2 separate regions of the Mus musculus genome follow, and region 1 is linked to region 2. Evidence: chromatin contacts called from public Hi-C data. All regions are on one chromosome and are shown on one strand. The core of a region is the stretch at or near the end of the contact, and the rest is flanking DNA. Distances in the headings are between cores, read along the strand shown.

What was found. Hi-C and Micro-C count contacts between places; a contact is called where the count stands out from the background.
Region 1: a Hi-C map of uterus shows a contact between it and region 2, with 2.3 times the contacts expected there. The contact joins two enhancer-like sites. A contact is called at or near these places in 1 of 15 datasets of contacts at CTCF or cohesin (the NIH/3T3 cell line), 19 of 484 Hi-C or Micro-C datasets (the G1E-ER4 cell line, the MC3T3-E1 cell line, MC3T3-E1-derived osteoblasts and 10 more), 10 of 115 datasets of contacts at active chromatin or transcription factors (CD8 T cells, the NIH/3T3 cell line, bone marrow-derived dendritic cells and 5 more) and 1 of 9 other capture datasets (embryonic stem cells).

The regions. Positions count from the first base shown.
Region 1 is chr6:72,075,046-72,080,797 of GRCm38.p6, forward strand. No RefSeq gene overlaps it. Among named protein-coding and RNA genes, the nearest start is that of St3gal5, 20 kb to the right of the region's middle. Within about 2 kb of position 1,481, at least 14 of the 459 cell types and tissues checked have an H3K27ac peak or open chromatin away from gene starts, as enhancers often do. A contact at or near this core is called in uterus, where this site is marked.
Region 2 is chr6:71,988,228-71,994,661 of GRCm38.p6, forward strand. No RefSeq gene overlaps it. Among named protein-coding and RNA genes, the nearest start is that of Gm26628, 28 kb to the left of the region's middle. RefSeq lists an enhancer at 1,106-3,834. Within about 2 kb of position 2,439, at least 180 of the 459 cell types and tissues checked have an H3K27ac peak or open chromatin away from gene starts, as enhancers often do. A contact at or near this core is called in uterus, where this site is marked.

The DNA of each region.
Region 1 (5,752 bases), core at 231-2,730, 86 kb after region 2:
CCTTCACCATGCGGGTAAGTGCTTTTACCCAGTGGGCCAGCCTGGACTATTTCTTATGGGAAGTAAAATCATAGTTCAGAGTAATGAAGACAGTCAGACTGTCTATAAACGAAGGCGTATGTGTTAGAATGTGTAGAACCTACCCAATTTTCCCTCTGGTCCTAATAGAAGGGATGCTGTGCTTCACGCCTGCCACAGAGAAAGCATGTCTCTGTTTCCTCCTCTTCAAAATCTAGACTAATGAAGTGGGGCACAGGCAGAGACGGAGGTATCCAAGTATCACAACCAACACGGCTCAGATCATCCCCCTGACCCTCGCTCTCCAAGCCCAGGAGTCCTTTCTCCAAAGGATTGTCTCAGTCAATGTTGGGCTCTTTCTTGGACCCTCACATCAAGCCACCCACACGTAGGACAGAGATCTAGATGGCATATTCTAGTTGCTGCCAGTCATTTGGAGATTAGAATGCTTTATGGTGGTTGTTCAACCCTCGCTGCTCGATCCCTCAGAGAGTCCTCCTACCATTCTGGCTTGCCCCATCCCTGGATCAGTATGGCTACCTAGAGAAATTCATGGAGCCAAGTGCAAGGTAAAACTACAGGGTGTTGAAAAATGAATCCAGGGCTGGGAATGTAGGTCAGTTTATACAGTGCTTGCCTGACATGCAGGAAAAAACCCAGGATTCTACACACACACATACACCCCCCCCCAGCCATATGAACCAATCCTGATGGTGCATGGTTGGAATCTCAGCTCTCAGGAGGTGAAGGCAGGAAGATCAGAAGTTCAAGGGCAACCTTAAATATATAGTGAGTTTGAGGCCAGCAAGAGCACACCATTCAGCCAACTGTAGAGTCCTATTGATCACCAGGCCTTTCTAACTCATAGACCCTATGCATGCTGTTCAATCTCAACTGTCAACTTGCCAGAGACCTAGAATTACCTAGGAGATAAGCACCTGGGAATGCCTTTGGAAGATTATCTTGATCTCGTTAATTGAGATAAGAAGACTGACCCACTGTGGGACCAGTCTCTAGGCTGAGATCCTGGGCTGTGTGAAAGGGATAGATTGATCTTTACCCTCCCTCTGCTTCCTTTGATCTGCAAAGTGACCAGCTGCTGCCCAAACTCCCCCACTAATGCAGACTGTAACATGTGACTCAAAATAAACCCTTCCTCCCTTAGTGTGATCTCGTTGGGAGTATTTTAACACAGAACAGCAAAAAGTAAGAAGTTACAGACCATTCAGTCTTCCATTCTAATGACAAAGGTCGTCAAGACCCTGGCCAGCATCCTACTGATTAATAGCAAGTAGCAGAACACTCCTGTATTTATGGGCACAGAGGGGCTGATGTCAGCATCAGTTTGTCTTCAGATGCTGACATTCCACCTCATTTGCTGACATTCACCACAGCATAATTCAGTGTGGGAGGAGGAATACTCACCCCCACAAACTCTGTTGTTTTGCCTTTGGTCCTACCCATGTGGTTATATCCTTGTGGTCCACAAAGGACAACCAGAGTCAGTTTTTGGAAGGAATGGGGCTGGACTCTGTTAGTGGAAACTCTTTCTCAGAATTGTACGAGGCAAAACGATCTTCACAGACTTTATTTTTAGCAGATGTTCTTCACTGGCACAGTGAAACGCACTGTCCGTCAACATTCTAGTAACATAGTAAAGTGTGTATTTATAAAGATGCTCTAATGCGTTGCCATGGAGTAAAGGACCTCTGTTTCCGTGGGATGTCCTTCCGAAATGTGTGCTGATGTCAGCTCCCTTTTTCTGGATAGGACGAGGCAGCAGGGGAGGAGGGAAAGGAAGGGGTAGCTCGCTTCACTTGTGCTGAGTTTTCTTTTGGCTGGGCTCCTTTCTGTGGGAGATTAGAGGAGAAAAGTTGGCCACCAAGGAAGGCCATGGCCTCCCTCATAACCTTCTCAACTATACCAGCTACTTTACTCATTGCTATGACAAAAACCAACATTAAGAAAGGAGGAGTTCATCTTAGCTGATATGTTGAGAGGGTCCAGTCTGGCATGGTGGGAAAGGCAAGGTAGCCTGATACAGATGATCATGTTGGGTCCAGTCTGGAAGCAGAGAGCCAGGAGGGCCATGCTCAGCTCATTTCCCCTCTTCTCCAGCTTTACTCAATGTTGATTCCTAACCTTCATGTTCCCCACACCCAAAGGTGTGTCTCCTCAGCATTCTAAACCAGTCACATTGATAGTGAAGATTAATCACCATACCCTTCCTCCTCGTCCTCCTCCTCCTCTACGTATTTACCATTCTTCAGACCCATGAGTATGAGGGGTTGAGGCAAACACTGCACATGAGAATCCAAGGGAGAGACATAAGTGGATCATAGCAGAGCCTAATTACCATGGTGAACAAAAATGGCTTAAAACCAACTCATCCTTAGCATCAAAAATGGCAGGATTGATGCCACATATAAACAGCAAAAGGATGCTAATGGTTAGGATGCTAATGGTTAGGATGCTGATGGAATGAATCTCAGGATGCTGATGGTTAGGATGCTAGTGGTTAAGATATAGAAGTTAGAGAGCCTACACTAGGCTACCCAGATTCCCAATGTTTAGGCTGTCCATTTGTCCTGATCTCTGTCACTAAATATTTCTTGCTGCAAGAACCAGTTTGGGTGAGGCTGAGCTTTCATCAAAACTCACTGACGTGTCATTCCACATAAGACCGACCAAGCTCTCGGCATGGCCTCGGGCAAAAGACAGGCATGAGAGTAAGCTGAGGCAGCACAAATGGATGGCAACCCTGCCTTTAAACCTCCACTCACTCCCCCATGTACAAGGTCTTAAAGAGATGCTTTGTGGGAAGATCTTACGAGAGAAGACAATGATAGCAGTAGCATTCTGGAACCAAGAAAGAAAGCAAAGGAGGAGACACATGACTGAGCAAAGAACACAAGCCAAACCCCAAGCCACAGGCTCTTCAGAGGTAGAAGAGGGGCTGACCAGATGGTCAGTCAGTAAAGTATTCGCCTTTCAAGTATGAGGACCTGAGTTTAATCCCCACAATGCACGCAAGACATGTGTGCAAGACAGGTGTGGTACCACCTACTCATAGTCTCAGCTCTGGCAAGGTAGAGAAACAGAAGGATCCCTGAAGCTTGCTGGTCAGCCAGCTAGCCTGCTTGGTGACTTCCAGGCCAGTGAAAGACACAACAAAAACTCCAGCTTCCAAACAAGAAACAAAACAATAAAACCAACCAACGAGACTGGTGGTGCCTGAGGATCAACATTGGAATTTGTTCTTTGGTTACCACATGCATGCCTACGTGCACAAACACAGAGAGATAGAAGAGAGAGCCCCAAGGACTTTGGAACGTGGCAGGCAACAGATGGGTAGTTAACGTGGAGACGACTGGGAAGAGGTCTAGATGAGAGGTTAAGTGTGTAGAGGTTACTTTGAACACTTGGTGGGCCATCCATGGAGGACCAGCTGGACTTGTGCTCTCTGGTGCATTTCCTTCCCTTGGATACTGCCTTGTCTCAATTCAACAGAAGTCAGAACTCTACTCTTCGAGTGTGGGCTTGGACCGGAAGACAATGGAATCTAAGTTGCAGAGAGAGATCGAAGAGAAATATTGATTACTATACTCAGCAACTTCTAGCCCTTTCAGTGCTGGGGGTGGCAACGTGCTGGAAGCCCGATCCTTGCTTTCCAAGCAGGAGCTTAGAAGACCGTCTCTCTCTCTCTCTGGGGAGACTGAGCAGAAACCTAGAGATGCTGTTGCAGGGGACTTCCTCTAAGATAGGGTCAGACTGCATCCTGATTGAGAATGACATCTGCAAATGACTTGGGCATTTGGAAGAGGAACGTGAATATGCAGTGCAGGGGCTGGAGAGATGGTCCACTGTATATACCACTTGCCATATACACATGAGAGCCTTAGCACCCACATAAATGCTGGGTGGACTTGGCAGCCCAGCCTGCCTGTAATTCCAGCACTCTGAAGCTAGACACAGATCCCCCAGAGCAAGCTGGGCAGCAAGTCTGTTTTGGAGAGCTCCAGGTTCAGTTAAGAAACCAGTTCTATCTCAATGACCACACTATGCCAGGCACCTGTGCCCATACACATGCAAACACACACACACATACATGCATACACATCACACACATATGTTGTAGTAAATCTCCAACTCCAATAAACCCATGCAAAACCACACAACTCAGTTATAATATTTATAAGCTACAACCTAGATTGACAGATCTACCACTACACTAATCTATTCCCCAGCTATGAGATCCCTTGCTACTTGTGGCTTCCTCAGGCCTTGTGGTTCTGCTCCATCTTCCTTCCACCTCTTTTTCCTCAGTCCTTCTCCTCTCTTGTTCTCTACTCTTCCCCAACTCTCTTGAACCTCCAGTCCCTTCCACTGCCCAATCGCAGACTCTAGCCTTTGTTTGACCAGTTAAAATGGGGAGAAGGGTCACATGAAATCACATGAGTACATGATCCACTCCTCAACGGGGCAGACCCTCCTGAGGAAGCAGAATTAACATCAGAATACAAACATCACCGGGCAACCCACAACATTTCTCCCTTCTGTCCAATTAGAAGGCTCTTTTCTTTCAGAAATAAATTGAGCATAACCATTACAACTATGTAAATTATAAAGTATGATATACACTTAACACCTAGTCCATCATATCTGTCAATTTAGATAAAGCAGACTACCATCTATCCTAACTTTAAAAGCTTACAATTTTATACCTGATTCTTATTTTGTTTTTAGCTTTAAAAAAATGACTGGTTCAGATATGGGAGGAGATGGGGGAGAAGTACAGAGGGCCAGGAATTTGAAAGGAGGTGTGTAGCAGAGGGGAAGGGGAACTGGGGGTGGCCACTAGAAAGTTCCATATGCCAGGTACCCAAGAGGTTCCCAGGACCCAACAGGGAGGACATTAGTTGAAATGCCCAACAAAGGGGAGAGAGAACATGTAGAGACCATATCCAGTGGAGAGGCATGGCCCCCGGTTGAGGAATGGGGCCACCCATCCACCTCAAAAATATCAATCCAGAATTGCTCCTGTCTAAAGGAAATGCAGGGACAAGGAGTAGAACAGAGACTGAAGGAAAGGCCATTCAGAGACTTCCCCATCTAGGGATCCATCCCATCTGTAGACACCAAACCCAGACACTACTGCTGATGCCAAGAAGCACTTGGTGACAGTAGGGGCCCCCGACTTAGAGTGTTTCTCCCTGGAAGGTAAAGCCCCTGGATGTTCCCTAAGCTTGTTTTCCCTGATTTTTAAAAATACAGCCAGAAAGAGGCTCTTTGTTCTCTATAGCCAGCAAAAAGCTTTTTTGTTTTTGTGCTGTACAGCCAGAGATGCGATAATTGTAGGAAGACCTACAAGGACACGGAGATAGACACTGAAGAGGAGCTACAGCTCACCCCTCCCCTTGCCAGAAAGGAGCTGTAGCCAGCTCTCCTCCCAACTCCTCCCAATTCCTCACTTTTCCTTTAAAAGCCCCCTACTGTTACCGCTGGGGTCGAACTCCCCTGCCCTGCATACTGGGAGGAGTTCCTCAGCTAACTGATAATAAAACCTCTTGCAGTTTGCATCAGGTGTGGTTTTCTCTCGAGTCATTGGGGTGCTGGCCAGCTCATCCCAGGACTTGAGCAGAGGCCCAGCTTCGGGGGTCTTACAACAGGAGTCTGGTATGGCTGTCCCCTGAGAGGCTCTGCCAGAGCCTGACCAATACAGACATGGATGCTC
Region 2 (6,434 bases), core at 1,189-3,688:
CTGAATGGCCAATAGCAAAGCAACCGAGAATAGACAGGACACCCAGCAGAGAGAGGCGAACTCTAGGAAAGAGTCAGGCTTGGGAAGATTCACCACCCAGACTCGGAGAAAGTTGGACATATGAAACTGAGGAGAGGTAACTAGCCAGTCATGTGGCAGACACAGAAAGTATAAAAGGGTAAATATAAATTAAGTGCTAGTTGGGGAACAAGCCTAGCTTAAGGCCAAACTAGAAAAAGAAAGAAAGGAAAGACAGGAATTCTGGTGGCTAATCCTATGAACAGGGTGGGCAAATTCAATTGTATCCTCCAACTGGGCATGGTGGCTCCTGCCTGTAATCTACTGTAAGCACTAGGAGAGCTCAGGCAGAAGGATAGCCATGACTTTGAGGCCAGCCTGAACTACAGAGTGAGTCCCTGTCTCCAAAATAAACCAAACCAAAGTCCAGTAACAGCAACAACAAAATACCTGTGTCCTCTGTCCACACCACATGTGATATCCATCTTTTAGACACCATATCCCTAAGAGGAGAATTTGGGAGGATATTTTCACATATGGTCACAATCTCCCAGGAAAATGGAGCATCTTTTATAAACAAAGTAATTATGTGGGGCTGGAGAAATGGTTTAGCAGTTAAGTGTGCTTCCTGAGTTTCTGGAAGCTCTGAGTTCCATTACCAGTACCCAACAACTGCCTTTAACTCCAGCTCCTGGGGGTCCAACACTCTTCTGTTCTCCAAAGATACCTGCATACACATGTGGTGTATACACACACACTCACAAACACTCATACACAGATACACACCCACACACACATACACTCACACACATTCACACATACACACATTCATACACAGACACACACATTCACACACTCATGTGCTCACACATACACTCACACACATAAAAATCCCAGAAAAGGGGGAAAAAATCCCTGCTTCCTGGAAGACTGCCCAAGAAGTTCCTGTTTTGTATACCTAAGAAACTTTGGGAGACACCCTTCCACCTTTTTAAAGTGCTAGCCTATAATCCTAGCACTTGGGACACCAAGGCAGGGGAATCTGGAGTTTGAAACTGGCCTGATTACACAGTGAACTTCCTACCACTCCTAGCTTATGAAGTGGGGACATCACTTTATAAACAAGTGAAAATATAAATAAAAGGTCAGTGAGACGGCTCAGCAGGTCAAGGCACTTGCAGCCAAACCTGAGGACCCAAGTTCTATCCCCAGTTCCTACATGACAGAAAGAAAGAACTGACTCTTACAAGTTGTTCTACATTTAAGAAAACTATAAATAAATGAATAAACAAAAGGATTCAGGATCTAAGCAAGACACAGATGTCTATTCCCTGAGGGGAAGTCCCAGCAGGAGCGCTGAACTCCAACACTGAATTTTCTGGGACTCCATAAGTTGGCTAAAAGTAATTTCAAAAACCAGAAGGAACTCCACCCTAAACCACAGTGCCCAGCAGGGAAATGGGCCCCTCTGCCAGCCAAGGAGCTGGCGTGCATGGCTACCTCAAGTCTAAATATCACACCATGGTCAAAAGACTCATAAAACCACAGACAGCTTCTTCCAAGCACTCCTAGGAGAGATGTGTACTTTGAAAATGTTCTAATCCTTTGCTAAATACCAAATACTGGCCGTGTTCTCTGCTCCTGGCACAGCCCCTGCTTCCAGCCCGGATGGGAGGCTGAACCCGGAGAGGGAGGATGGCTCTGTGCACCTCAGCCCTAAGACAGAGTAGGCTCTCCAGCCTTCCCTCCCAAGACCCCAGCCTCACACCCTGTCAGTTTTCTCTCCTCAGAGCAGGAAAGTGAGGTGAGGTAATGTCTCTGGAACCCCACAGTGGCAAGAAGATGAAAAGAATCCGAGAAATGCTGTGTTTAATTTAAAGCAGACCCAGCCTGCCGCCAGGCTGCAATTTCACTCAGAATACCCAGTTTGTTTTTCTTGGACATTCCAGGAACCAACTGGCCACCCCATGTCAAAGCCCAGCAGGAATGCTCCGAGAACGCCTTGCTGTGGGGCACTCAGCTGCCTAGGCCTGGCAGATTGCACTCTCTTCCCTCAGGCCAGGAACTCCTACTGTGGGATGGAATCCTGGTCACTGTAGGAGCCATCTGTTGGCCATTCTTAGCCTGAGACCCCGTTACCCATGTACCTGGCTCTAAGGGTAGTGCTGGCAGTAACAACATGGTGTGTTTATCCTGTGTATTCTCATGAGCCTGGCGTTGTGCTGATCTCTCTATTCCCTGTTTGTCAGACCCTTCCAGCATCCTACGAAGGCAGGAAGGTTTATTACTTTCTACTGTGGCTGCAGTCAAGGCAAAGGGTGATTATGTAACTTGGCCCCGTCACCCAGCTAGGGTTTGAGCTCACAGAGCGCCAATCTAACCTTGGTTGTCCATCAGCAAGTCCCTTCCTTCCCATTGGTTGTCCATCAGCAAGTCCCTTCCTTCCCATGCCGGCACTGCATCAAGATCCTTGGCCCGAATCACTGCTTCTGTGGTATCAGGGTCCACAGTGGTGTCTGCGAAGGGAGTGGTTTGGGACATGGGCACATGGCTGCTGCTGAAAGATAGAGCTGTAGTCACAAGCTCTTCTTTCTAGCTGTTGAAACCCAAATCTGGGGTGGGGTTGGGGGGAGCTCCAGTCCCTGCTGGTTTGTTGCTTCAAGGGATCTGTTGAACTCCTGTCTCTAATCACTGAGTGGCTTAGAGAAATGACAGTGCCAGAGAGAGAGAGCAGGCCCTGGTCTGGGCCCTGCCTGGATCTTAGGCAGTCCCCATGCCCCTTGTTTCTACAGAGCCTTTTTTCTCTATAACAACATCTTTATCTTTGGGGAGAGAGGGAAGAGAGAACACACAAGGCTATCCTGGCTGGGGCCTCCTGTGACCCTGACAGTCTCTGGCTTTATTTTGTATCTGGATTTCTACAGGGAGACCTTGGCTCAAGCAAATGTAGGGGTGGGGGCTGAGGGAGCCAGGCAGGAGAGTGACTTCTGAAGAAGTTTCCAGAACTTAGAAGAGAAATGCATGGGCGGAGCGCTGTAGGGAGAAAGAGAACAGGGACTAGGTGAGGTGGCCCAGATCGATTTAGTCCAGAGGCTGGCTGGCACTGAGGGTAGCCACTCAGCAGGAGGCTGCCCCACAGGAACAGTTTCTGCCTTCTCGCTTTCCAAAACAAACAGGCAGGCAAGGTTGTCTGTCCTTGTGTGCTTCCTCTGTCAGGACTCAGAGCAACCAAAAGGCCATCTGTGTGCAGAGCTCTGCTTCTGGGCCACTTTCGCCGTAATGAGGAATGGACAGGAGCCCAGGATGACAAGACCCAGGGCAGTGGAGCCTGTCACCAGCAAACCTGGGTCTGGCTCCCCTACCTGAGTCAACAAGAGGAGCCCTGGGTTGGGAAAGGGCTAAGAAGGGGGAGCTCTTGGAGAAAGGCTGGCTCAGGGGACAATGAGTTTACTGAGGGAGGACTCAGCTCCCAAGAGATGTTTCCATGGCACCCACAAATGTCAATGGTCACATTGTGTGGGTGGCTTTGGGTCCAGCCTCTCCCCTGCGATAGAAAGACAGTGGGTAGGAGGGAGCCTTGCTCTCTGGCCCCTGGCAAAATTCCCTGGTACCATGCTGTGGGGTGGCAGGCATCGAATGGGAGCCTCCCCACTATCCTTCCTCCTCTGCAGACAAGGGTGAAGCTCTGTGTGTGTGTGTGTGTGTGTGTGTGTGTGTGTGTGTGTGTGTGTGTGTGTGTGTTGTGGGGGGGGGCATGTTCCCAGGAGGGATTCTTGAGGCTAGGGCTGAAGCATCCAGCCCTCTGATCTTCCTGTCCTGGAGGGGATAGAAAGCTGAGAAATGCCCTTTTTCTGTACCTTCTCCAAACCTGAGCCAATAAATCAGCTCTCCCTCCGCTGACTCAGCCACAGGAACTGCAGGTGTTGGTGCCAAGTTTAGAGAAGTGGGAGACTATTTGTAAGTTACAAAACCTCAGGAATATGCAACGTACTTTTCACCAGAGCAGCATGGTAGTTACTTAACCTGGTTAACTCTTAACCAGGTAGCTAGCAACAAATGCTGTGACAGCTACCAACCAAACTTTCTGGCAGTGACCTGGCTGAGGGAGGATGCTGAAGAGCTGTGGCCTGTGGAAAGAGGGCTTCCAGGCAGGGTCCAGGGCAGTTGAGGCATAGCAATGGGAGCTGCCAGGCTCTGGGGCTGGAAAGTGCACAGAACTTCAGAATGACTACCAAGCAGGGGGCTGGGACCCAAGGTGACAACTCACTGAATGGCTGGGCAGGAGGAGAGGCCTCCTCATGTATTTACCCCTCTAGGAGAGTGTCACTGGATAAGGAATAGGCACCCTGGCCCAGAACAGCACTGGGAAGGCTATGTGGCATGTTATAAAGATACTCCTGTGGTTACCTCTGTGATGGTGCGCCATGCAGATGTGGGCAGGCTCTGGTGCTGGAAGGCTATTGTGAGGATGAACTGGGGAGAGGAGGGGAGGATCGATAAGGCAGACAAAGAGGGGTTGAGGGCTAGAAGCTGGCTCAGCAAAGTGCTTGCTGCTCAAACATCTTGACTAGACTCCCAGAAATTCGTGTAGGTGCACCGAGAGGGGTGGCTCACCTCTGAAGGCAGACACATAGAGCTAGCTGGCTAGGAAGCCTAGGTATATTAATGAGTTCTAGGTTTAGTTGAGAGAAAGGTTAAAGGTCAATATCAACCTTTTATCCACCTAGGGGTCACACACACACACACACACACACACACACACACGCGCGCACCTCTGTGATGGTGCGCCATGCAGATGTGGGCAGGCTCTGGTACTGACGGCTCTTTGCAGCCAGCCCCATATACCACTGGATCTCCCCATCCCAGTAAACATGTGGGACTTCAGAGAACATCTAAGAAATCGGTTAAGTCCTTCCTTTCCCTGTACTTCCAGATGGGAAGAGCACCGGACACCTGGGCTCTGCTCCTTGGTCATCAATCAAGAGTTCCTCCCAGGGTTTAGCTGAACTCTGTTCGCTTGCAGAAACAATGATGTGGGGTCGGTGGTGCCAACCAACCACAACAAAAATGTTAGGTGTCCCAACTGCGATCATGAGTAGGTCACTCAACCTTTTTGAACTCCAGGTCAAGGGGCACAGTGAAGGGGAGGGTTAGGAGGACATGGCGGGACTTTCCTGTCTATCCAGTGAGTCCCTGGATGTTCTCTCTGTCTCTGTCTCTCTGTCCCTTTCTCTCTCTCTCTCTCTCTCTCTCTCTCTCTCTCTCTCTCTCTCTCTCTCTCTCTCCCTCTCTCCTAGTCTTCCAGTGACTAACTTCAAACCTGGTAGAATGAGAGAGCCTACATTCAGCACCTTTACACACTTTGTCTAGATCTTCTTACAAAACTCAGGCTCAGAGAGATCACACTTGATCAGAGTCCTTTCCAATCATCTGACTTCTCCCTTTGGAGGCCGAGTGCTGGGCAAGCAGCTCTCCAGAACAGACCTGCATAGTTTGAGAGGTGAGGGTAGAGGAAACATGGCTGACCCAACATCTAGTAGAAGATTTGAACTCAGTGGGGCTGGTAGAAGGTGTGTGAGCAATGCCTGAATGTATAGGTCATCTTCTCTGAGCTCCCTGTAGTGGACCACCTCCTTCAGACACACTGAAATGGAGATGAGAGTTGGAAGTTCATTACAATGTATTCTAGGGTCAATGTGGGGGTTGGAGGACAAGGATGAAGGAAAGATAAGACTGGATAGTGTGAGACACTGGGCTTCAGTGGAGTCTCCATCCAAAGTTCTAGAGGAGCTCAAAGCAAGCCTAAATTGACCCTTACATCGCAAAGCCATTAAGCGTAGACTGCCGTGGGGAAAGGGCTGAGATGTTCCCAGAGGGCAGGCAGCTGGAAATGAGGGGCAGCCCCAGGAGATCCTCTGCAATGTCATGCATAGTCCAGCCAGCATCTCTGCCAAGTACAGCACCCCTGAATCTCAGAGGACACATTTCATCCTCTGGGGAAGAGTGGGACACACCTAACTGACTTCTAAAGCCAGACTATCTAGGTCAAAGGCCACGAATGGGCCCTGGGACTGGCTGTGTTTGGGTGAATCATGCAAGAGACTCACAGCTAAAGCTTACAGTTTTGTGTTTATGGCTTTGTTTGTTTGTTTGTTTGTTTAAAATAAGCTGTGTAACTTTTGTCCTCAGGGAGAAGTTTTACATCCAAACTGTAAAAGTCAACAGTCTTATGAGACTTGTATTTGCCCATTTCACTGGCTTTGTGTTATGAATGAGATGGGATAATCAGCCATACAAGAAAGGATTATCCATTATAGCCACACTGACTTCTAAAGAGTCTAATCTATCCATGGACGACAGTTGGCCAGAGAAGCTTCTTTTTGCAGAGTGACAAAGTGGCCATTTTAAGTCTTCCA